Regions from separate parts of the Hordeum vulgare genome. Here region 2 is linked to region 1. Evidence: chromatin contacts called from public Hi-C data. All regions are on one chromosome and are shown on one strand. Each heading gives the region's core, a stretch centred on a gene start, on an enhancer-like site or on the middle of the called end of the contact. The rest is flanking DNA. Distances are from core to core; before and after follow the strand shown.

The links. Hi-C and Micro-C count contacts between places; a contact is called where the count stands out from the background.
Region 2: a contact with region 1 is called in a Hi-C map of seedling, with 4 times the contacts expected there. The contact joins the promoter of LOC123448590 here to the enhancer-like site in region 1. A contact is called at or near these places in 2 of 6 Hi-C or Micro-C datasets (leaf and seedling).

The regions. Positions count from the first base shown.
Region 1 is chr4H:340,152,332-340,156,616 of MorexV3_pseudomolecules_assembly, reverse strand. No RefSeq gene overlaps it. Among protein-coding and RNA genes, the nearest start is that of LOC123448590, 840 kb to the left of the region's middle. Within about 2 kb of position 2,931, at least 3 of the 3 cell types and tissues checked have open chromatin away from gene starts, as enhancers often do. A contact at or near this core is called in leaf and seedling, where this site is marked.
Region 2 is chr4H:340,989,176-340,993,663 of MorexV3_pseudomolecules_assembly, reverse strand. It overlaps LOC123448590 (14-3-3-like protein GF14-D), which reads right to left and starts at 1,367. Exons shown (of 5, transcript XM_045125543.1): 1 at 810-1,367; 2 at 227-305; 3 at 22-144. The coding sequence starts at 1,228.

The DNA of each region.
Region 1 (4,285 bases), core at 1,682-4,181:
GGTCTCTGTGTTTACCATCCCGAGGACTACTGTTAGCTGGTAGACACTCACTTGATACTGAATATCCAAGCAAAATACAAAATCTGGGTTACCAGACCATAACGTCTACTGGTTTGGACAAAAGTCTGAGGTCGACAGCGGAAGCGACTTGAGGAATCTCTAGTGCCCATGGAACTCCATTCCCATAGGAACAACTGACATGGATAAATCCCTATCTCACAAGGCTGTTATCCTTGACTCCTAGGTTCCAGGGTTGACGGCATCGTGTTCCTCTCCGAATGCAATATGGCCAAGATAATAGACAGGGACAAGCTAGTGAGTGCTTTGAATGTACTCGCAAACATCAAGAAAAAATATAAATTAGAGCAGGTGAGATGCATGCATGGTCCACTTAATAACTTTATCCTTCCATAAGAATAAATTCACGGATGCATTCATGCAGAAAAATTATTTCCACCAATGTTGTATAAACAAGAAAGTAAGGGTAACAAAGAATAAGTAATAACATCGTGTCGCAGTCGGGCGTCGGAGCGACACCGCCTAAAGGGCTCACATGCAAGTAATAACAGTTGCCACAGTCGGGCGTCTAAGCGACCGCATAGATAGGGCTTATAAGAATTAATAACGAGCATGCGATAGTCGGGCATCTAAGGGACACCACAGAAAGGGCTTATAAGAAATAATAATGAGCCTGCCATGGTCGGGCTCTAAGAGACACCACAAAACAGGCTTACAAAAAACAGTAATAAATGTTGAATATCTAGGAAGTAGAACCGTCCCAGGGATATTCAACAAACATGATCATAGGTGTTAGTCCATAATAAAATAATAATATAATCATCCACCATATTTCATTATTAGTCTCACGATTTCTTTAACTTCCTTTGAAGACTGACACTAAGACCGACTCTTGACTAGTCAACCAGTCGTCCTTGACCGTGGACACGCTACTCGAACAGTTTAGACTCTGCAAAGGGTGTACTCTTTAGCCACAGCCCACAGGTTTAAATAGCCAGTCGAAATAATCCCACGTACGGTATCTCAGAAGTAAACACCAAGAACCAGCACACACCCGTTTTTCCCCCGTAAAGACTGGCCTCACCCCGGCTAAGCTGCGAGGGAAAAACCATAAGACGGGGAGGCTTCGACCTCGAATAGCATGGGATCAAATTTATACCGCGTGCTACAAGGGAAGAGCTCTTCCCTCTCGGCCCCAGACCGGAAACACCCATGCCCCCTGACCGGATGATTGGATTTAGTCCAGGGCCATGGATACCTTTGTCCCAGCCTCTCTACTTAGTGTGTACCTGGTAATAGGTTTACGACCTACTAGACCATATTTCCTTTCGGAAAGACCTGCGGCAACACGAAAGGTAAGGTGACGCACATACAGACTCGATCTTCGGTCAACTTAGGAGGTTTAATATTTTCCTACAAGGGTTAATACCACACAATCTTACTGAAGTAATTATCTCAGGGTTACTACCATCACACCACGACATGCTTTCACTCACCACTCTCGTCCCACGAGATGTTAGCCCATGGTTTCATTTCCACTACGACAGACCTTACTCCGAGGTTGTCTAGACCAACATAGCATACGAGGCATGAGGCAGTACCCACTTACCACTTGCCTTCCACATACTTAGCTACAAAAATATCCATCACATGCTCTTATGCAAGGTATGACTTCATGCGAGATTATTATCAACATAACCTAAAATCATGCGATAAATACACCAATGCAAACATCACACAACTTTATGAAAATCAGAGTTCAAGATGCTTGCCTTTGAAGTTTGAGGAGGGTGATGTGCACCCCAAAATCTTGAAGCAAGCCCCCTCTCTCCAAGTTCCTATTTTGAAATATATAAATTAACAAACAAGTTCAAAACAGCACATAAAAGTTGTTTGAATTTTTTTGAAATAAATTTGTAAATAAACTAGAGTAAATTTTAGAGAGGTAGGAAAAATAATCAATTGATTTGGAGTTGTAAATAAAAAGTTATGAGCAGTTAAAGTTCCTATTTAAATCTGTTTTTAAAATAAAACGGGAATTAGAAAACGCTTCGTTGGTAGTACACTTTTGTGAAACTGAAAGCGTATCCACGCAAGGACGCTTACCTGCAGGGAAACGACACAACAGGGTAGAGCCAGAGGGGCAGCGGCTCCCTCTCACCGACAGGTGGGGGCAACCTATCGTGTTCTTCCCGTTCCTCTCGCGTCGTGGCCAGAGGCTGACCCCGACGAAGACTGTCGGTGCTAGAGGGCGTCATCCACGCCGGCGAACAGGCCGCATCTCAGGGAACTAGGGACGACCTTTGGAAGACTCAGAGCTAGGCAGGGCTTCGGCCATGGCGGACGGGGTCGTCGGACGGAAGAGGGGCTTCGTCGCCGGCGATTCCTGAGATAAATTGGGGGCGGGAATGGATCCTTCGGGGCAGCAGGGGCTAGAGGAGGGCTCTAGGAAGGAGGGGAGGCTCTGGACTTGCCAAATGCGCCAGGGGGAAGGGCGGCGGTGGCTGCTATTGCAGGTGAGCATGGAGTGAGCTCCGGTCGAATTGCGGCGAGGGGACAGAGCTTTGGGCTCCGGGGGGTACTGAAATCATTAAAGGGCTCGGGGGACTCTTTTATAGCCGAGGTCACGCTGGTTCGCCGGGGATTCTAGAGAAGGTCGACGGCGGCAGACTCTAGCGATGGCTTAGGGCGACAGTGGTGGCAGCAAGGCACGACAGGTGCGATAGCATGGCTGGCAGCAAGGGTTGATGCAGGGGAGAGGTCCCAGGGGACAGCTGGTGCACGGAGTAGGCGCGGGATGTACTACCAGGGATCTCGCTCCGACGACACAACGAGGTTGCCAGAGCATGGCAGTTCCTCTACGGGCTTGGGGGGCGGGGAGGTGTCCCTTCGCGCTAAGAACGGCCAGACTGCGGGGTTGGTGGCACGCGGCGGCTCGGTGCGATGACATGCATAAGACGCGCCCTCGACGCGCCCAAAGCACGCTCGCAAGGTGCTCGGCAAATTGCCGGCACTCTAAAAATGACTACAATGAGGCTCAAACTTAACATGGTTATACAAGGCGTTGGAGCAAACCTGCCAGACATGGTGGTTTGGTCAGGCCAGCAAACTCTTAGTGCAGCATTGGAACTATGCGAGATTTGGCCATGCACTACACATGCTTGATGAAATGCTACAATTCTACAATGGGCTTTGTTTGTGCCCACAAACTCCAGACGAGGGTCTCTCTGGGGGTTATTCATGATGGCAAGGTTAGGTACATCAAACGAGAAATTTGTTAGTACAATTTTTGAAGAAAACCTTTTCTGGCCAGAAACTTTCTGGCATTAAAGCATGGAATAAAAATATTGCAATGGATCTCATCTCATGAACTTACGGGTTTGGCAGGGTGAAATACTAGAAGTAAAAATTTCAAGACAAATGGAGAAAAGCAAAAATGGTTGTAGTACAAACTACCAAACTGGACCAGAACACAAAGTGAGTTGTTTTACTAAATTTTTCCAAAGCACAAAGCTGGGTTTTTTCATAAAAGTGTATCCCATGCATTAATTGACAATTTTTTTATAGAATTTTTGAAAAGTTATATCTAGGGGTTATAGTACAAACACCAATTTGGGATATAAAAGAAAAGGAGTTAATAAGCTCTAATTTTCCAAAACACTTGGATGTGTTTCTGCAAAAAAAAAAATCATTCAGGGACATCTCATGTCACCTATTAGTTTTTTAGAATTTTTAGAAAAAGTTATGAAAAGGTTGCGGTGCAAAATAGGTCCTTAAAGGAATTAAAAGTCAGTTTTGAATAAAATAAACCTTGGAAAAGTTATTTACAAAAGGTTATACAATGAATTTGTGAGAAGAAAAGAAATGTTTTGATGCAAGCACTCAAGTTCCAACATAATTTTCAAAAAACATTTACTTGTGGAAGAATTTTATAATTAAGGAAAAGGAGTGGTTCAAAAATCAATTGAAAACCCAGAAATTCACATATTAAATAAACATGAACAAATTAAAAATAATATCCCCATTTAGTTAAACAAAGAATTCAGAATGGTCTCAAGCAAGGGCTCAAGCACTAAATTCTGTTTGAAATGCCACTTGAAAGGAAAAGTTTTTGGAAGGAGGCTTTGAAAAGAGTCATGAGGCAAATTATTTCTCAAAAATTTATTCTAGGCCATATTTTATTATATAAAATTATTATTATATTTTTGCGGTGTGACAGTTCCACCCTTCACATGGGCCACGTGCGCCTCCCCATCACCTTCGGCAC
Region 2 (4,488 bases), core at 118-2,617, 840 kb before region 1:
AAGAAAGGAGAACCACCAAACCTGTTTTGCAAGGTTGCAGGCGCGGTCAGGGGAGTTCAAGATCTCATAGTAGAACACAGAGAAGTTGAGTGCAAGCCCAAGCCTGATGGGGTGGGTTGGCGCCAAATCTGCTAGAGCGATATCCTGCAAACAATGTACAGAACTCAGCCTGAAGGATCTACTCGTCATATCTATGTGTACACATAAAAATTGCCTTATCAGTAACCTGAGCAGCTTTGTACGCATTCATGGTGCTCTCGGCGGCTTCCTTCCTCTCCGCACCAGACTTAAACTCTGCAAGGTACCTGCACAATATCACAAGGATAAATTAGACGTCGTTCACTGGGCAACAGAAGCTCACGTCTCCCAGTCACTGCATTGTGTGACCATACACAAATCACATACTAAACCCAAACCAATAGAATGACCCCATATCACAATCTTTTTTTTTTTACTCTCCATCACCAATGAGAAAATAAACTAACTTTACCAACACACCACCAGAAATTAAACTCGCATCCGCATCATCTCATGCAAGAGACTAGTAAGCCTATATAAAACTACCAGTCCATAAATCATACAGGAAGCCCACAACTCAAATCCTGCCCTACACAGCACCAAACCATCATAAATTTCTAAACTACCGTAGAAAATAAATCAAAGAACTATATCATATCACATCCCGTTACTTCGTACTCACAGATCACGTCCTCATTCCAACAAAAGAAGAGCGCCGTCATAAAAAATAGTCACATCTTGACGTCATGGATTTGAAATATCTGTGGCGCAAATAAGGAGGCGACAGCTACCTGTGGTAGTCGCCCTTCATCTTCAGATAGAAGACTTTGGACTCGGCGGCTCCGGCGGATGGCACGAGATGGGAATCGAGCAGCGCGAGGATGCCGTCGCAGATCTTTGCGAGCTCGGCCTCGATCTTGGTGCGGTAGGAGCGGATGGTGGCGGCGTGCGCCTCGTTGCCCCGACCTTCCTCCTTCTGCTCGATTGAGGAGATAATCCTCCAGGACGCGCGCCGGGCCCCGATGACGTTCTTGTAAGCCACAGAGAGCAGGTTGCGCTCCTCCACGGATAGCTCCTCCCCGGGCCCTGCCCCGCCGGTGGCCTTGGCCACGCGCTCCATGAACTCGACCATCTCCTCGTAGCGCTCGGCCTGCTCCGCAAGCTTCGCCATGTAGACGCTCTCGTCTCGCGTCGGCTCCGCCGGCGACATGGTTGCTCGCTTGTGCAAGGGGCGTGTGGCAACGGAGTTGGGGGGTGGAGCAGCGGATCCGGGGGCGTAGGAGGCAATACGCGTTTGTGGGGAGGTGCGGGGTGGAGGGGGAGCGGGGGGAGATGGGGATTTGAGTAGGTCCCCGGGGCGGGGCGGGGCGGGGAGGGGAGGGCGTGTCAGCGGGCGGGGAGCCACGTAGCGGAGCGGTCAAAGGGGAGTGCCCGTGCGGAGCGGTCTGCCTGGGAGGGCGTGAGCATCTTCAGCAGCGTCCTGTTCAAAAAAGATATTCTATATACCTCTATATCTAAATAATAATTGTAGTTGAAAGAATCTCTTTACCTAAAGAACTCTAGTTGAGGAGAACTAGTTATTTAGGTACAAAGAAAATGTATCACTAACCTTCACAAAATTAAAGTCTCATAATCAATTGCAGTCTTCAATTAGAATTTGGTCCCAAATCAACAATTTCTCAACAAGCTACTCTATTTAATTTTTTTAATTTATTATGCTCCTTAATTTTGAAGCTTTTTATTCAATTGAGGTATCCGATTTGGGATTGGGTTAAATATGTTGACTTGATCAATGATTTTTAAAATTACTCGGGAGCAAATGATTAATAATAATATATCAATCCCGTACACCCTTTGATATCTAGAACCATGGGATAGGAGGAAGAAGGGGGCAGGGCACCAGAACGTGTCCCAGATGGGATCTTGCGGAGACAATGACGTTGAAATTTTTCGATATAAATATCGGTTGGTTAGTACATAACATAAAATCACACCACACAAGACACATCAAAACACCGCATTATAAAAAAAATGAAAAATATACTACATCGTGTCAAGCCGAGTGACATGCTGAGGCCGACAACCTCGCTAGCCATGCGGCCCACAAGAACCAAGAAGCCCAACCCAAGGAACGAGGGGCCCGAGTGGGTGTGAGCCGCGGCCTGCTTAACTGTCGTTCATTAGAGGAAGACGCATCCAGTGGATCACGGCACGGAACATGCGACGGCTCTCTTCCCCTTCCTCCTTCTTCCCCAATCCGTGTACTCAGATGTTGTATCCCCAAATTGCTACCTGATTCGTGTGATTGATTAATAGATCGAGAGAGGAATCGATGGGTTGCTAACATCTGGTATTCAGAGCCTGGATCTTCGCGATGGTGCACGCAATCGAGACGCGTCTTCAGCGTCCGGTGAAGAATCAGATCGAAGCCATGGAGCTGGCGTTCAAGGACTACTTCAACAAGCTGTCGAACTCCCTTGACGCGATCCACACTGCTACGGCAACAAAAGTCCTTCCCTCGCAATGGTGCCAGAGATCCTTCTCTCGTCTCTTGAGCTTGCGTTTATTTTTTCCTTGAAGAGGAAAGGGTGATGCAGCACAGGAGCAGTAAGTATTTCCCTCTGTTTGAGAACCAAGGTAAACTACTCACGCATCATCGGAGAGGTCATGGTGTTGATGAAGAAGCCCTATGTATCCGAATCCCCCTCCGGCAGGGCACCAGAACGTGCCCCAGATGGGATCTTGCGGAGACAGAAGCTTGCGGCGGCGGAAAAGTACTTTCGATGATCTCCTGATTTTTTTCGAGATTTTAGGGAATATATAGGCGCAAAACCTAGGGCAGAGGTGGCCCAGGGAGCCTACAAGCCAGGGAGGCGCGGGCCCCCCTGGTCGCGGCTAGGGGGCTTGTGGGGTCCCTGCAAGCCCCCTGCCCAGATTCTCCGGCTTCCCGGTCTTTTTCTGTTTCGGAAAAAATCTTTTTGGCAGTTTCATTCTGTGACATCCTCGACTTTTTCTACAGTAGTAATCGTAATTAAGCTACAGTGATCAACCGTTAATGATGCCACGTCATCGGATTTCCATCTCAGACCCGCGTTGATTCGAGTTTGTCCGGATTTCAGATTTGAAAACAAAACTAGAGTACGTTATGAGTTCATTGCAAATATTACAAGAATATATATGTAAAAACGAGGAAAGTATTAAAGAAACAATAATGATAAAAGAAAGAAAGAAAACTGAAAGAAAGAAATAATAAAAAGAAAAGGGAAAAGAGAAAATAAAACAAAACAAATCAAAAAAAAAAAGGAACAACCCCCCCCCAACCGGCCCAGCTGGGCCAAAAAGGGCCCAGCCGGCCACCTCCCGCGCCCCATCCCGCAAACCCTAATCCCCCCCTGGCGACCAGACCCCTTCCCTCGCTACTCCCTCCTTTCCCCACGCCGCCGCCGCCAGCCCCCCCCTCGTGGGGGCCCCACCCCACCTCCACCACGAGAGGACCCCCACCTCCCTCTCGTGACCCTCTCCTCCCCACGATCCCTCTCCTCCCCACGACCTCCTCCCAGTCCCGTAACTCCCTCCCCTCCTGTCGCCCCTCTCCCCCATCTCGCCTCCCCCCACCTCGCCCCTCTCCCTCCCCAACCGGCGGCCGCCCTTTCCCCCCGCCGGCAGCCCCCTCCCCCGCCGGCCTCCTCCCTCCACCGCCTCCTCCTACCCCGGCGGCCTCCTCTCCCCACGGCCGCCCCCCTCATCCCCCTCACCCCCCGGCGGCTCCTCCCCTCTCTCCGCGGCGAGCCCCCTCTCGGCCTCCACCCCGCCGGCAGGGGTGCCGGCCACCTCGGCCCCCCCCCATCTCGGCGGCCGGCCCCTCCCGGGAGGTCCCTCTCCGGCGGCCCTCTCTACGGTGGCCGCCCCTCCCCGTCGGCGGCTCCACCTCCGGGGGCCTCTCCTCACCGGGGCCCTCCTCACCGGCTCCTCCTCGCCGGCACGTCACCACCACCGTCACCGTCACCGCCTCCACGTCCGTCTCCACCGTCAACTACGTGCGAACTCCGGCTTCACCGGGTCGTCACGTCACCGTCGGTGAGCCCCTCCTCGGGCTCCTCCCACCTTACCGTTCTCCTCGACGTCACGGTTCCATTCCGGCAAACGGGGCCTCGATCCGTCGACGGTGGACTCCGGTAGAAGGATTCGAAGTTTGTGTTCTTCTAGGTGGAGTAGCAAAAGAACTTCTCTGTCTCTGTTAACAGAGAGATGAGAGATGAGTGTTGAGAGAAAAGATAAATGAAAAGGAATAAATGGTGTATTAGATGTATGTATGTATGTATGTGATGTGATTTATGTACTTGTGTATTTGGATATTTAGAGGAATACGGTATTTGCACGGATAGGTATCTATTAAAAATAAATGAGGAAATAACCTTAGGCCACTTACCGGTGGGGCCAATGCACCGCTGTCTATGACAGGGAGCCCCC